Regions from separate parts of the Mus musculus genome. Here all the other regions are linked to region 1. A link is a contact called in public Hi-C, HiChIP or PLAC-seq and promoter capture Hi-C data. All regions are on one chromosome and are shown on one strand. The core of a region is the stretch at or near the end of the contact, and the rest is flanking DNA. Distances in the headings are between cores, read along the strand shown.

Region 1 (2,729 bases), core at 76-2,575:
TCTCCTGTCTTATAAAAACCAGTTAGGAAATGAAAGGAGCTAGAAACAGCAAAATCGTTCCCTCATCCTACCAGGCTGGATAGGAGAGTCAGTCATTTACTGAATCCCACCCTGAAAGTCCTGGGGAAGAGAAGTCTAGGTCCGGAGAGGAGAAGAACACGGGAAATCCCTGCTCCGGCTGCGATGCACCTACGCGGGTGTCCAGGTGGGACGTGGGCAGGTGCGTGAGCGCAGTGTGTGCCTGTGTGTGAGTATGTGTGTGTGCGCGCACGCGATTTGTGTTTTGCGTGTGTGTGTGTGTGTGTGTGTGTGTGTGTGTGTGTGTGCGTGTGTGTGTGTAGTGGGCTGCCTCAGAGCAGGCGAGGACTCCGGGACCGGACTCGCCACCTCCGCCCGCTCTGCCCAGCTGGCCCTGTGCCCGGCCGGCGGCTCCTTACCTGGAAGCGCGGCGTTTCCCTCCTTCAGCCCCAGCGCCGCATTGACACTGCAGATGGTGCCTGTACCGCTGCCTCTCGCCCTCCTCTGAACGTGTGCGTGTGCGCGCGTGTGGCTGCCTCCTCCAGCCCCAGCCCCGAACGCAAATACTCCACCGAGGCACGGGGAAGCCACGAGCAGCAGAGAAAAACGGAGGGGGCCAAATCAGAGCCTGCCGGGCTTGACAGCTCCTCTTGCAGCGTCCAAGGTGGGCGTAATGTCCAACAAAAAGGTCAGGAAATGAAGATCAATTCCAAGCACCCCTAGCTTCCATCCAGCCCCGGAGCCCAAGCAGCGACAGCGGTGGCTCTCAGGGGCTGCGGCGGCGACGCGGGGCTGCCCCCCTTCGTCCCCACCCCCGCGGGCTGAATGTCCTTGATGCCAAGCGGGCACGGCGGCGTCACTCCGCGCCGCCCATGCTAGCCGGGTCGGGCCGCTGCCCGGGCGCGGCGGCGAGTACGTTGGGGACCCGCCGGGGAGCGCTCTCCGATCCTCTGCGCGCCTCCCTGGGCAGTGACGGCCACCCCCTGGCAGCCCGGGGCTGGCTGCGCCGCTGTCGCCCCCAACCCTGGCCGGGGACTAGCCGGGCAGTGCCCAGGGGCCGGGGCTGGGGGGCCTCGGAAGCCGCCGGCAGCTCCCCGGGGAGGCGCGGAGCTGCGGTGGTAGCAGCGACGGCGGCGGCTAGCGCTGCGGCGGCCAAGAGCGCGGCCGTAGTCCAAGCCGAGCCTCCCAGGCGCGTCCCCGGCCCCCCGGGCGGGCTGCTCGCAAAGTTTGCAGGGGGCAGGGAGCGGGGCCGCCGCTGGCTCGGCCGCCGCCGGAGCTCCCGGGCTGCCTGCTGCCGCCGCGGCTCGCTGCTGCTGTGCATTGAAGCCCGGCCAAGCGCTGCAAAAACTCCAGCTGCCTGGCGCTCTCTGGGTCCTCCTCTCCTCCCTCCCGCCCTCCCTGCTTCCCTTCCTCCCTCCCTCTCCTCGCCTCCTCCCCTCCCCGCCGCCCGCGGCCCGCCGCCGCCGCCGCCGCTGCCGCCGCCGCCGCCGCTCCCTCTCTGGCTCGCTAGCTGGCTCGGAGCTCGCGACTGACATCTAGACCAAGGTAGAGCGGCCGGCAGAGGGGGCAGGGGGCGCTTCCCCGCACGCTGCCGCCACTGGCCCGCCTGCTCTTCCCCAGTGTGGACGTTTGCAGACACCCCCTGGGTCTTCTTGGCTTCCTCGAGTCACCCTGGCGGTGGAGACACAGGGCAGAGTGGTGCATATATGGTGCCACCAAGTGCACTTGGATCGGGGCATACTCCCAAGCAGGCATGTGGTGCAGGCGGTCAGAGGCACTTCTGGGTGTTCCTAACAGACACCAGCCAAACATACATCCATTCCTAACCTAGAATCCCTGTCCAGCCCCACCAACCAAGGTAATCCTACACAGAGCACTAGAGGATGCCCAAACCCAAGGTTTCTTCTAGTCCTAGGACAGAAATGAATGGCCAATGCCACAGAGCTTGTTAGGTAACCTGATCTGTCCAGAGGCTGACCTTGCTTCACTGTCTCTGAAGCCCTAGGTCCTGGGCCATGTCCTAAACATAACCCAGACATTGCCAACATCAGAATAGTTTCAGAAGCCCAAAGGAAGAAATCCAGAGGTTGCTTAAATTGAGAGAGCATCTGGCAGGCAGGGAAATAGGTGAGGCTGCACTATCTAGAATATCTCTACAAAGACCCCCTCCAGTTAATGAGCCCAACGACCAAAATAAATAAATAAAAATAAAACAATTTTCAAAAGGATGCCCACCTATTTGTCTACCCAACTCTGCATGCTAAGTTCAAGGAAATGGCTCTGTCAGCCAAGTTCAGTAAGACTAGCCATTCATCAAAGAAAGACCTCTCCAGGAGCTTATGGTTTGGGGTTCCTGACCCACTCTCCCATGACACTTTCTTCAACCTCAGTCACTTCCTGCGCATAACTGTCCCTCCCACCAAAACCTCTCAGAATCTGCTTACTAGGAAAAGGTTGACAGTGGTATAAATTCCTTCCCCTTCTTATAGGGGTAATGTTTTCACAAACATCAAAGTTATACCCTCGGTAGACTTTCGAGGTGACAAGTTGGACAAGCTTCCGGGCAGGTAGCACACTTGGGTCGGGTTGGACTTACCACCCAGGACCTTGTTGAAAGTGCTCCCACCAGAAGGACACAATGAATCAAGTGTAAGCATGAAGAAGCCAGCCAGCCAGACATTTCTCTAGTTACAGGGTGTTCCAGGAGACAG
Region 2 (2,729 bases), core at 145-2,644, 1.2 Mb after region 1:
TCTGTTATACTTGGTGTGTTGTTTCCAAAGAAGAATACATACAGATCTGTATGTGAGAACCATATGGTAGAGAGAGATGCTGACAGATGAGAGCTGTTGTGGACCAGAAGGGACTCACCACCATCATCAGTGTTGATATATGAAACAAAGGGAGACTCTGAAGTTGTGTTGGGAGGAGGTAGGTAAGGATGGGATCTTACGCACAGGTAGAATGGTTGGTTTTAGGGAGAAATGAGAATAGTTTGTTCATTGTAAATGCTTATGACTAGGAATTCAATTATTCCTCTGCATTTATATTTCGCAAGACACCTGTGTTTACCATCTACTATTTATTATATGTATTAACCGTATGGGATGGTATACACATGTGCACATACTATGGTACCCATATCATTGCCAGACAACAACTTGTGGGGTCAGTTCTTTCCTTCTACCCTGTGGACTCCCAATTTGGCAAGTTTTATGTCAAGCTAAAGTCATCTGAGAGTAGGGAACCTCAGTTAATAAAATGCTTCCATCAGAAGGGGGTGGAGGCAAGCCCGTAGCACATTTCTTTAAGTTAGTAGTTGGCAGGGTGTGGTGCCCACTATGGTGCCTCTGCTGGGCTGGTGGCCTTGCATTCTGTAATAAAGGAGGCTGAGCAAGCCAAGGGAAACAACCCAGTAAGTAGCACCCCTCCATGACCTCTGCATCAGCTTCTCCTCCAGGTTCCAGCCCTTTTTAAGTTCCTATCCTGACTTTCTTCAGTTATGATGTGGAAGTGTAAGCCAAATAAACCCTTTCCTCCCCGAATTGTTTTTTGGTCATGGGGTTTCATAGCAGCAATAGGAGCCCTAACTAAAAGACATTAGATCAGCAGGCTTGGCAGCACTTACCTACTAAGCCGATGTCCTGGTTCTTTTGGAACACAGCCATTGCTTTAGGTTCTTGGTCTGTGACACTCTAAAAATGATCTTGATTCTTTTGTCTAGGAGACTGAACCCTGTGGAAACAAACACACACACACAAACACACACAAACACACAAGGTGGGGGGAGTGAGGGACAGAGAGAGACAGAGAAAGAGGCAGAGGCAAAGATGTCCACTTCTTGTTTCCCCAGATGATTCCATACACATGATTGTCTGGGGGTGATGTACACAGCTCCTGAATTATGGGTCTAATGTAAATTCATCTGTGATTGGGAAAAGCAAATCTGTAAACCTTTGAAGTCAACCAAGTAGAAAACCATCTTTATACTTGTTTTACATGGACATGTGTGTACGTTCTCCACACGCAACCCCAAGGAGCGTGTTTCTGTGACTTCATCAGGTTTTTCAGGTTTAGGGAGCGTGTGTTTTCTTCTTGCGTGACTCTGAAGATGCAGTGTCCTTACTTCCTCTCTTCCAGTCTGTTGCCCTCCCCCGGATTGGCACCTGCTGAGGAGTAATTAGGGCAGTCCTAATTTGGACAACCAAATCCTGATTACAGTGAGAGGAAAAACAGGAAATGTTCTAGTTTTTCTGCCAGCAAATGACTGACTTAAATAGAAAGCCATGTACAATTCAAATGATCCAAAATGATATAACACTAGGGAGGGGAGGAGGGAGGAAGTAGGGAAACATTGCAGTCCGACTTCGCCCTCGTGATTCTCAGCAGATCTTGCATGGAAGCTGTCAAATCTGTGAGCTCACAATGCCCTCTGCTGAGAACCAGTCTCTCAGGAGAACCTGAGCAGAGCTGTGGGTTTAAAGATCTGAGGAAAGGTCAGGGACATCTCTCCTGTGAGAGCACAGTGCTCAAGAGAAAGACTGCTCTGGAATGATGTCATGGCACGTGATTGGGGTGCAGATGTTCCCTACAAGGGAAGTAAGAACTAGAAGTGTTTTCCTTAATTAGTCATACCCCTTGGAGCTTCAAGTAAACCCAGTTGTGAGTTCTGAAATGTACCATGTTCCTAATCAGGCAGTCTGTCTATTACTGTGCCACCTCTAAGCCAAATGCTTCTCTCCCCATGTTTGTCCTCTTTGCCCTGAGATTCAACCAGCAGTTCCATCTGTCCCCAACGAGTCATTTAATGCTTAGAATTCACAGTTTTTGTGAAGTTTCTCTTCATTTTAATTTGGTATCAGTTCATTAATTTTTCTCCAGTGGCCGGAGTACTCACACTTGTCTCTGTCTCTGTCTCTGTCTCTGTCTCTCTCTCTCTCAATCTCTCTCTCTCTCACACACACACACACACACACACACACACACACACACACACACACACACACAACCATGATGTTGAAGCTGGTAGAAAACACAAATAAAACCTCTGCTATATACTTAGAGGTTCCATTGATATCAGACACAGCATACTACTGAGAGTTATAAGCAGCTGGGGACTCACCTTTCAGCCATTCACTGTGTCTTCATAAAGGAGCTAGAAATTATGCTAAAGTATGAAGACACTTTGCAGCATGACACACCTGCAAGCTTAGCATGAACTCAGTGGAATTGCTGTAGAACTTGACTAGCATGCAAAGGGCCCTGGATTTGATCCCAAGCATACCAGAATGCTAAGGAGCACTCTTGAGAAAGGATGATGATAGCAGATCCAACTCAGGGGTAACACCTTGCTGCCCCCCTTGGCATGTTTGGTGAATGAATGAGGAAGCCTTTGCTAAACTGAATGGGGAGAATTGCAGTAAAGCAGAAGGGTGAATGGATGCATGCAGGAAAGCGAGCAAATCGTAACAAGGGCAGAATG
Region 3 (2,729 bases), core at 150-2,649, 1.2 Mb after region 1:
ACTTGTATGATGTCACCATCTGAGTGTCTGTGTATTTGGGTTTGCCCTAGCCTCGTGCAGCTCACCTGGGAACTTGTGAGACCCAGACTCCCGAACTTTATACCAGGGTTGAAGTAGCCCTGAACATGGCTTTAATATAATCCAAGGTTGAAGAAGCGCCTCTCAGTGTCGCCACGCCCAGCCTTAGGGTCAGGCCTTTCCAGACCTGATGCTGTGTGTGCTTATGTGGTGAGCAACCATAGTCATGTTAAGGAAATACTCTACATTGCTTCATGCTGACCCAGACATTGAAAAAAAAAAACAAAACAAACAAACAAAAAAACCCACTATGTCCCACAGTGGCAAAAGCTTCTTCCTTGTCTAGCACATTTCCAAATTTTACAGCGTGCTTTCCCAGGACAGGAGCCCACGTTTTCTGGCTCAGGAAGGGCAATATGAGACAGAAGCAGCTTCTCCGGCTGAGGCTCAGGCTCAAATTCCCTATCGCTGGAGGAACAAACATAAGCTGTGTGAGTAACACAGTAAGCCATCTTGAACATTTAAAGCATATTATATTTTCCTCACTGCCCCAGCATTTGCCAGAGTCACTTCTGAAAAGTTAAATAGCTACAGTCTGCCTGCAAACAGCCAACTCTCACCTCCTCCTCAGCCAGCCACACTTCCCACTCCCACCTGCTGGCTTAGAGCAGTGATTCTCAGGAACATGACCCATCCAAGTCACCCAGGAAGCTTCCTAAAAGTACCCCTGCCCACACGCCATCAGTTGGCCAGGCTCGAGGGACTCCCTGCAAGATGCCCGGATGATCTGAGCATTCAGCCAGGATCAGCACCACTTCTCTGAAGACTGCTGCTGCTTATAATCGGTGATTTCCCTGAGAGGGAGAACCTGGTTATTGCTGAGGCATTTACTCTAGTCAAGTCTGTAATAGAGTGCTCAACTTTATATTGGGAACCAAGCTTTATACATAAGCTCTGAAATCGCATACAAATGAATTCCAGCCATATCACTTAATAGCTTCTTTACTGTGACCAAATTATTTAGCCTCTCGATACCTATTTCTTTTCTGGAAAATAGAAATTATAATTTTGGGGGCCTAGGAACATAATAATGGTTAAGCGGGATAATGACTGTAGAACATACTCCACCTCCTTCCTCATACCACATGAGACTGGTCTCAGCACTGAGCACTCTAAGTCAGTTCCTGTCTGCTCCTTAGCTCTCCCTTCTATGGCTTTCTGACCTCTGTCACTGCTCTTTCACATCCTGCTATCTCCCACTGGATCTTCAGGCTGCTTTCCTTTCCCCACCAACCTGCATTCACTCTAACACACACCCAATGACTTTGCTAGTGCCCCTAGACCCTAGCCTGACAGCAGGCAAGAGCAGCTGCTGTAGCTCCACCGTGTCCTGTCCCTGGAGCCCCTCTGCTGGCTGGAGATCAGTAGCAGCATGTGGAGCTCATAGCGCTGCGAGTCAGTGGATTTGTTTCCTAGGGCTGCAAAAGCAGGGTAACACAGTGGCTTGAAACAAAAGAAGCCAATTCTGTGGGGCCAGCAAGATAGCTAGGAAAGGAAGGGTATTTGCTCCCAAAACTGATGACCAGGGTTCAGTCTCTAGAACCTAAGGGAAAAAAGTGACTCCTGCAAGTTGTCCTTGGGCTTCTATACAAGCACTGCACTATACATATGTGTGCACATGTGCACATACACAGTAAACAGACAGACAAACAAATAAATAAATATTTGAAAACTTTAAATAGTTTACTCCATCACTGTTATAGGTATCAGAATCTGCAATTCTTCCAAGGCTCTAGAGGGGACCCTAGAGGCTCTAGAAGATATTGCTGTTCTTGTTCAAGAAACAACTCTAAGGAACAACCAGAGTTCCTTAGCATAACCTTTCCCTGTCCCTGTCATTTGTCTGACTCCCATAAGGACACTTTCAGTAGATTTAAGGCCATCCTAATCTTATATATTTCTATCCCAAGTTTTAATTTCATCCGCAAAGAACCTGTTTTCAAGTTAGGTCACGTTATGACGTTCCATGCAGATGTGGGCTGAGAGGTTCACAACTCACTCCTGTACCTAGCCATGGGAATCAGTGAGGAAGTATGGCTGTTAAAGCAAATACGCAGGATGGTCGGAATTGTAGGAGTCTACAGGGTTACAAGTGAACATTACTGATAGGTGGGTAGGTGCAGGAATCCCAGGCAAGCCATGGTAGATACGGCTGCTTTCAGTATAATTATTTGCTGAAGATAATTACACTGATGCCCAAACTTATTATCTTCCCAGATAGAGCAGAACACTGCCAGTAACCGTTTCTGTTTTCCCAGGGATGCATGGATAGCAGCAACAGCATATTGTGTCATCAGATGAGATTGTGTTACTATGAAGAACGTTGCCTTTGAGTGGCATTTGATCACAGCCAGTGTTGCCATTCACTCTTCCACTCTCTGGTACAGGAGATGCGGCTTTATTAGTGTAAATAGATTAGCTCCATTTAAGGTCTGCTGGAAGTCATCATGAAAATCATTAAGTTGAAAAGAGGCCTGATCAATTGGTTCCCCACCCCCAAGCTCTTAGAGATGGCTCTAATGTCCTCACTAAAAAAAAAAAAAAAAAAAAAACCTAGGGTTTAAAACACAAAGCATTTTGGAATCCAATCTCATTCTTTGGTGTGCATCTGTACCTAAAAAAAGAAAACGAACCACTTACACTTTTTGTTT
Region 4 (2,729 bases), core at 102-2,601, 1.1 Mb before region 1:
GAGGGTGCAAACCGATGGAATTAGCTCACAGTCTCCACGATCTGAGCTTTGGCCTTTGGCAGTAAGGAGCTGGCGCACACACACACAACACACCACAGCACACCAACCCAAGCTCTCAGCAACTTGAAAAGTCCCTGAGCTTCCTGTGGAATAATAATAATGCCTGGTAGGTTAGATCGATTGTCTACTGAGACACATTTGCCAATCAGGGACCAGTTGGGACCCCAGGACATATCTGTTCCTAGACAACTGCTATGTGACACTAGGTTTTGAGGAGTCACCCACTCAGCTGAGCAGTGAACAACAAAAAAGGAGCAGAAGCAGACGGCCAGAGGAGATTTTTGAGAAGTGTCTTCTAGGGAGTGTCTTAAATGATAGGCCAGTCTCAGTACAGAATCAGCTGCCATGAGGAAGCTATTGGGGAAGCCATCAGAGCATGAGATGCCTTTGCCTGCCCACCCACCCCTTAGGCAGACTCCATTAGATAGTGAGGCCTGTGAGTTTAGTCCCAATCCCACTAAGAAAGGCAAGGAAATCAGAATGTAGAACAAGAAGTTCAAAGCCATGCCCTGGGAAATAATGGGACTAAAGACTAACTCATGAGAGGTGGGATACAACAAGCTAGCCGAGGCCATGTTATAGGAGATGGAAATTGGGGACCTGTCCTTGAGACCATAGAGGCTTGGTTTTCTTTTCCAGCCTGCCCACCTGCAAGTGTCTTGTGCCTTGGGGAATGGGCACAGATGAACACAGTAGTGTGTCTGGATGCAATTAAGCACCAGACTGAGGGAAACAACCTTTGTCACCAAAGGGCTGTGTGGCCCCGTGCAAGTCACCTGACCTCTTAAGGCCTCAGTTATGAGATGAGAGGGTGCCGTTCCTGGAGGAGCTCCAGAGACTCGCATGGCGTTCTCCATCTTCCTCCTGCCTTCCTGCTCTGGGCTCAGGCACAAGTAGGTTATTTTACATGAGGGAACTAGACAGAATGTGACTTTGTTGAACTTGAAAAGGAAAATTAAGGCCCTGTAGGGATTGTGAGGAGGGAGACAACCTTCGGAGTCCATTCTCCCTCCCCAGTCTTTCTGTCTTCAGGTGGGAAGATTTCCCCCTCCCTGTCCAAATGGCACTTTGGGTGGTCTGGAGCTCTGCAGTGCAGTTGGGGTGGCCAGCAGACAGATCAGAGGTGTGTGTCTTCCTCCTCATCTAGGTCATCCTTGGTCAAGTTGTCCAGAGGGACGATCCAACTGTCCCCCAGCTCCCCATTAAGGTTGACCACCTTCTTCTCCTGCATCTCAGAAGGAGTCTCCATCACTTCCAAGGTTGGGTTGTCATGGTAACCATTCTCCACTGTCTGCAGCTCCTCTGTGAGCCGTTGCTAAAATGGGGACAATAACACAGGAAGACGGCAATTTTGGAGTGCTGTGAGCTTTAATATGAAACATTTCCCCATTCAACCCAGGGACCTCAAGTTGGCCAGATTAAATTCCCGTGGTTCACTTGTGGGGGCAGAGACCACCCTGGCTACTAGCCTGACCATCTCATGAGTACTCCCCCATATCCTAAAATTACCAGCTGCTTTCTACCTTCATTCCGTGGCAGTCTGTGACATCATGGAGAGAGATTTCTGAAGACATTTTGTCCTTGAGATCTTTTTTCTCTTCTCCATCCCTCTCCATAAAAACCTCTGTTTTTCTACATCATTCCATAATAAATAACAGAGAAGAACAACATAAATAAATAAGTAAACAAACAAGGCTCCTTCAGAGCAGCCTGACAGGACTTTTCAGTGGTCAAGGTGAATAGGGTGGCCCTTACAGATGTGCAGACAGTAGTCTGTGCTCTGAGATCCAGCTGTGGATACACACTGCCATCACTCATGCCTCGGTCAATGCACGAGGTCAATAGGAGTGGGAACTGTCTTAATGCTCTCATTAGTTTACAGCTAGGGTGGAGACCCACAGCAGAACAGCACTGTAAAGTTGAGACAGGGTCCTGCTGTGTAGCCCAGGCTGACCTCCAACTTGCAATCCCCCGGCATCAGCTTCCCAAGTGCTGCCATTACAAATGTACGCCACCACTACACCAGAGAAGATGTGGTTCTAGTTGGTTGGGTGAAAGAAGCTTTTTTAGAGCAGCACTTGCCCAAGGCCATATATGATATATAATATATTTAGGGATCATATCCCCTAAGTCTCCAGAACAGGTCTGCAAGGGACCATCCCCACTATGCAGACGACAAGGCTGTAGACTTATGATTGACTTACAGACATTGACTTACAGACACGGCTTAACCCTAGTGTTTCTGCTCTTGCTTCCACATTTGAGTCTCCAGCGTTAGAGACAAGCTAGCTTGACAGCGGGGACAAGAACCTGTTCGAAGGCTCCAGGCCCACTCCTGTGGAGGGACCGAGTGAGAGACACATTGGGTAACTGGGCTACCTAGAGTAAGAAAACACTCACCTGGTCCTTCCTCTGGGAGATCCGCTGGTGACAGCAGCCGTAGAGGGCAGCAACAAGGAGCAGGAAGGATGCCATGCAGACGATGGTGATGATGAGCGGCAGGCTGAAGCGGTCCTCATTGACCTCTGGAGGCCCTTCCTTCCCCAGCTTCATGTCACTGACTCCGGCCTGGCCAAGACACAGAACTTAAGTGACAGAAAACGGGAGTCCAGACCGTTTGTCTCCACTCCAGTCTGTGTGGGTCTGCTGCTGCTATCCTACCACCCGCC
Region 5 (2,729 bases), core at 80-2,579, 1.0 Mb before region 1:
CCACTGTACTTCCGACTCTGGAAAGCCTCCCTTCGCTACTTTCTCCCTGCAGCTACCTGCTCAAGATAGGCTACTCCGTTTATGAAACCTGCCTCTCTCTCCTGGGCTGAGTCTCTCAGCTGTTTGGCAGGGACTTTGGGACACCTGCTCTGGTTATGTTTGCAGACACTGCCTGACCTCTCAAACAGAAAGTAACATTCCACCTTCAGAAAGAAGGTAGTGGGATCGTCTCCAAGCTGGGTCTGATGGGAGATGGGTGCCCGAGGTATTACTAAGACACAACTCAAACCTCATTTGTGAAAGAAATTTCTTGTTTACACAAAGGGGTGGGAGGGGCCCACCATCCTGGCCATGCTCTGAGAAAGAATCCGGTCCTTTGGCAACATGAAGGCAAGGACCCCACTGAACCAGGCTCTGGGACCCTGGAAGGAGCGCTTATTCCACCCGTCCCGGGACAAGCTTAAGAAAAAGCGCTTGCACAAGAAGTACGCTACACGCGTGGGCATTTAGGGATTTGAGGTCAGTTTCAGGGGCTCCTTCTTGTGGTCCCTGCCCGCGGCTTTGCTTAGTTTCAACGACCTCCCAATACGGTCCCCTAGTAGCCCCAAACACGAGAAAGAGAAATCGCATTCTGGTGGTCATGCGGGAATCTGGGACCTCCCCACAACCCAAAGTTTCCCCCCCATCTCCAGCGAACCCACCAAGTGCCCCCTTTACAATCTCACAACCTCCGGCTCACTCTACACCAGTGAAGACTAGGAATAAATCCACGATCTGGCCCCGCACCTGCGGGGTTCTCCAATTTGGAGGGGGCGTGGATGGTGCCAAGGTCAGGACTCTGCGTGCGGCCACGCGGGAGAGGCTGCAAGCGGTCCGACCACGCGGTGCAGCCGGCTTCCCAGGAGCCCCACCAGGCTTGGGGCGGAGGGGAATGACCAGGGGTCCCGGCAGAGCCGCGGCTGTCCACTCACCATTATGGGAGTGAGATGCAGGCGACAGTAGCAGCAGCAGCAGCGCGGAGAGCGCCGTAGTGGGAGGCATGGTTGTGCTCGCCCGGGGACTCCGAGCAGGTGGCTGCGGCGCTGGCGCAGGGTCGCGCGTCCGGACAGCGGGAGCGTCGGCGCCGCTCCGGGAGGCCTGGCGACGGCCGCGAACTCCGGAGTCGCGATCCGGCCGCTCCTCCTGCCTACCGCAGAGCTGGGCTGGGACACGGAGCCAGCAGCGACGAGCGAAGGTGTCTGCGGCCCGGGCGGTGTCTGCGCCGCTGCGGCCCCGCGCACGTTGCTGCGAAGACTCCCGCCCCGTCCCGTCCGCGCTGGCCTCCGCCCCCTCCCCCAGGAGCTCGCCCACAGCGGCGGCGGGGTCGGGCGGGGCGGCGGCTGGGCGGGCGCTGGGCTGCGAACAATAAGCAGAGGAGGAAACTCCGCCCTGGAGCGCGGCGGGCGGGGGAGCAGGGGCTGGCGGTCCCGGGCAGTGCGTGTGTGAGTGAGTGTGTGTGTGTGTGTGTGTGTGTGTGTGTGTGTGTGTGTGTGTGTGTGCCTGTGAATCTGTGCTCACGCTGTGTATACTTGCCTGCGCGCGCGCCAGGGACCCTGTCAGACAATCAATCCATGCCGCGGATGTCCTACACATTGCTTTTGCAGGGGATCAGCCCGGATCCTCCATAATGCTACCGCCCTTACAACGCAGGCACAGGCCCCCCCAGTCTGGAAGTTCCGATAAGAACCGACCCTTCCAGGCCCCCAGACCTCAGCGCCTTCCTGCGGCAGAACAAGGGAAGCAGGTCCCCTGCCCAGCAGGTGCCTGGATCTCGTGCAGTCCCCAAGTCTGTCCTCCGGGATGAGCCCCGTACCATCTGGACGGGTTTTTGTTTTTGTTTTTGTTTTTGTTTTTGTTTTTAACCTCTCCCACCGATGTACAAATGGATGCGACTCTTTTAAGGCAAAAATTTCAGCGCTTAATTCGTGCGCGTCTGTGTTCTAAGTGCTTTGCACGTATTAATTCGCTTGCTCTTCACGGCAGTCACATTTTTAAGCCTCGTTTTGCAGACAGAAAAATAGAGTTAAAAAAATAGTTTAAAAAGTTGTTTAAGATCCCTTAGGTGGTAAATAGCAGCCTTACTTCTGAGATTAATCTGGAAAAATACTTTGCACAGAGCCCGTAATACTGTAATTGAGCCATAAGAAATAATATTGCTGAATAAAAAGCAGCAATGGAGATTTAAGGGCCTCGGCGTCAAATCCAACCTGGGCTCAAAACCTAGTTGGGCTAACTCACTCTGAGTGCTTTGATTCTTTACATACGAAGAACAAGGCTAACAACACTTCCAACAGCTGCTGAGACACTTGCTTGGGAGACGCACTTAGCGTAGGGCCAGAACCTTGAACAGCCTTAATGAAAGAAGCAGCTTTCGCTCGTGAGAAACCCATAGACCTGAGGTGGGAGATCGGAATTGGAGAATCTCATAAATGGAGAATCTCATAAACCCGAGTTTACTCTGTGAAAGGACAAAGAAGCTCGCATCCTATTCGTTTGGGGAGGCGGGGAGGCTTTGCGGGCTGCAGACTCAGTGGAGTCCCCTGCAGAGGTGGCACTCTCATCTCGGGATACAAAGCTGAAGGGGGAGGGGAGGCTGACACGGAAAGGATATGGTGAAAATTTGTCACACATGACTCCTGGGTTGCTAATCCGGAGTCTTTCTGTCAGATGAGCCTAAGTGGAGAGATTGT

The links. Promoter capture Hi-C pulls out the DNA fragments that hold promoters and counts their contacts. A called contact is a pair of places that touch in the nucleus more often than the background predicts. HiChIP or PLAC-seq counts read pairs in DNA pulled down with a chosen protein or histone mark.
Region 2: a contact with region 1 is called in a Hi-C map of forebrain, with 5 times the contacts expected there. The contact joins the enhancer-like site here to the promoter of Plxna4 in region 1. A contact is called at or near these places in 2 of 39 promoter capture datasets (embryonic stem cells and hippocampal neurons), 1 of 484 Hi-C or Micro-C datasets (forebrain) and 1 of 115 datasets of contacts at active chromatin or transcription factors (embryonic forebrain).
Region 3: a contact with region 1 is called in a Hi-C map of the N1E-115 cell line, with 11 times the contacts expected there. The contact joins the enhancer-like site here to the promoter of Plxna4 in region 1. A contact is called at or near these places in 2 of 39 promoter capture datasets (the 3T3-L1 cell line and hippocampal neurons) and 2 of 484 Hi-C or Micro-C datasets (the N1E-115 cell line and embryonic stem cells).
Region 4: a contact with region 1 is called in a promoter capture Hi-C map of hippocampal neurons, with 7 times the contacts expected there. The contact joins the enhancer-like site here to the promoter of Plxna4 in region 1. A contact is called at or near these places in 11 of 39 promoter capture datasets (the 3T3-L1 cell line, embryonic stem cells, frontonasal cranial neural crest and 5 more), 1 of 15 datasets of contacts at CTCF or cohesin (embryonic stem cells), 13 of 484 Hi-C or Micro-C datasets (the Ba/F3 cell line, cerebellum, cerebral cortex and 4 more), 8 of 115 datasets of contacts at active chromatin or transcription factors (SST interneurons, astrocytes, embryonic stem cells and 2 more) and 1 of 9 other capture datasets (embryonic stem cells).
Region 5: an H3K27ac HiChIP or PLAC-seq map of embryonic stem cells shows a contact between it and region 1, with 8 times the contacts expected there. The contact joins the promoter of Podxl here to the promoter of Plxna4 in region 1. A contact is called at or near these places in 10 of 39 promoter capture datasets (the 3T3-L1 cell line, the C10 cell line, embryonic stem cells and 4 more), 5 of 484 Hi-C or Micro-C datasets (all in embryonic stem cells), 6 of 115 datasets of contacts at active chromatin or transcription factors (embryonic stem cells, pancreatic cancer cells and stem cell-derived neural progenitor cells) and 1 of 9 other capture datasets (embryonic stem cells).

What each region holds. Positions count from the first base shown.
Region 1 is chr6:32,586,867-32,589,595 of GRCm38.p6, forward strand. Plxna4 (plexin A4) reads right to left here and starts at 1,326. Exons shown (of 32, transcript NM_175750.3): 1 at 438-1,326.
Region 2 is chr6:33,822,432-33,825,160 of GRCm38.p6, forward strand. All of the region lies in intron 12 of Exoc4 (exocyst complex component 4), which reads left to right. Among named protein-coding and RNA genes, the nearest start is that of Gm13853, 170 kb to the right of the region's middle. Within about 2 kb of position 1,395, at least 56 of the 459 cell types and tissues checked have an H3K27ac peak or open chromatin away from gene starts, as enhancers often do. A contact at or near this core is called in forebrain, where this site is marked.
Region 3 is chr6:33,762,757-33,765,485 of GRCm38.p6, forward strand. The region is part of intron 11 of Exoc4 (exocyst complex component 4); the gene reads left to right. Among named protein-coding and RNA genes, the nearest start is that of Gm13853, 230 kb to the right of the region's middle. Within about 2 kb of position 1,400, at least 18 of the 459 cell types and tissues checked have an H3K27ac peak or open chromatin away from gene starts, as enhancers often do. A contact at or near this core is called in the N1E-115 cell line, where this site is marked.
Region 4 is chr6:31,521,845-31,524,573 of GRCm38.p6, forward strand. Podxl (podocalyxin-like) reads right to left here. Exons shown (of 8, transcript NM_013723.3): 7 at 2,461-2,628; 8 at 1-1,375. The coding sequence ends at 1,178. Among named protein-coding and RNA genes, the nearest start is that of Podxl, 41 kb to the right of the region's middle. Within about 2 kb of position 1,352, at least 23 of the 459 cell types and tissues checked have an H3K27ac peak or open chromatin away from gene starts, as enhancers often do. A contact at or near this core is called in SST interneurons, cerebral cortex, hippocampal neurons and 1 more, where this site is marked.
Region 5 is chr6:31,562,608-31,565,336 of GRCm38.p6, forward strand. It overlaps Podxl (podocalyxin-like), which reads right to left and starts at 1,330. Exons shown (of 8, transcript NM_013723.3): 1 at 972-1,330. The coding sequence starts at 1,041.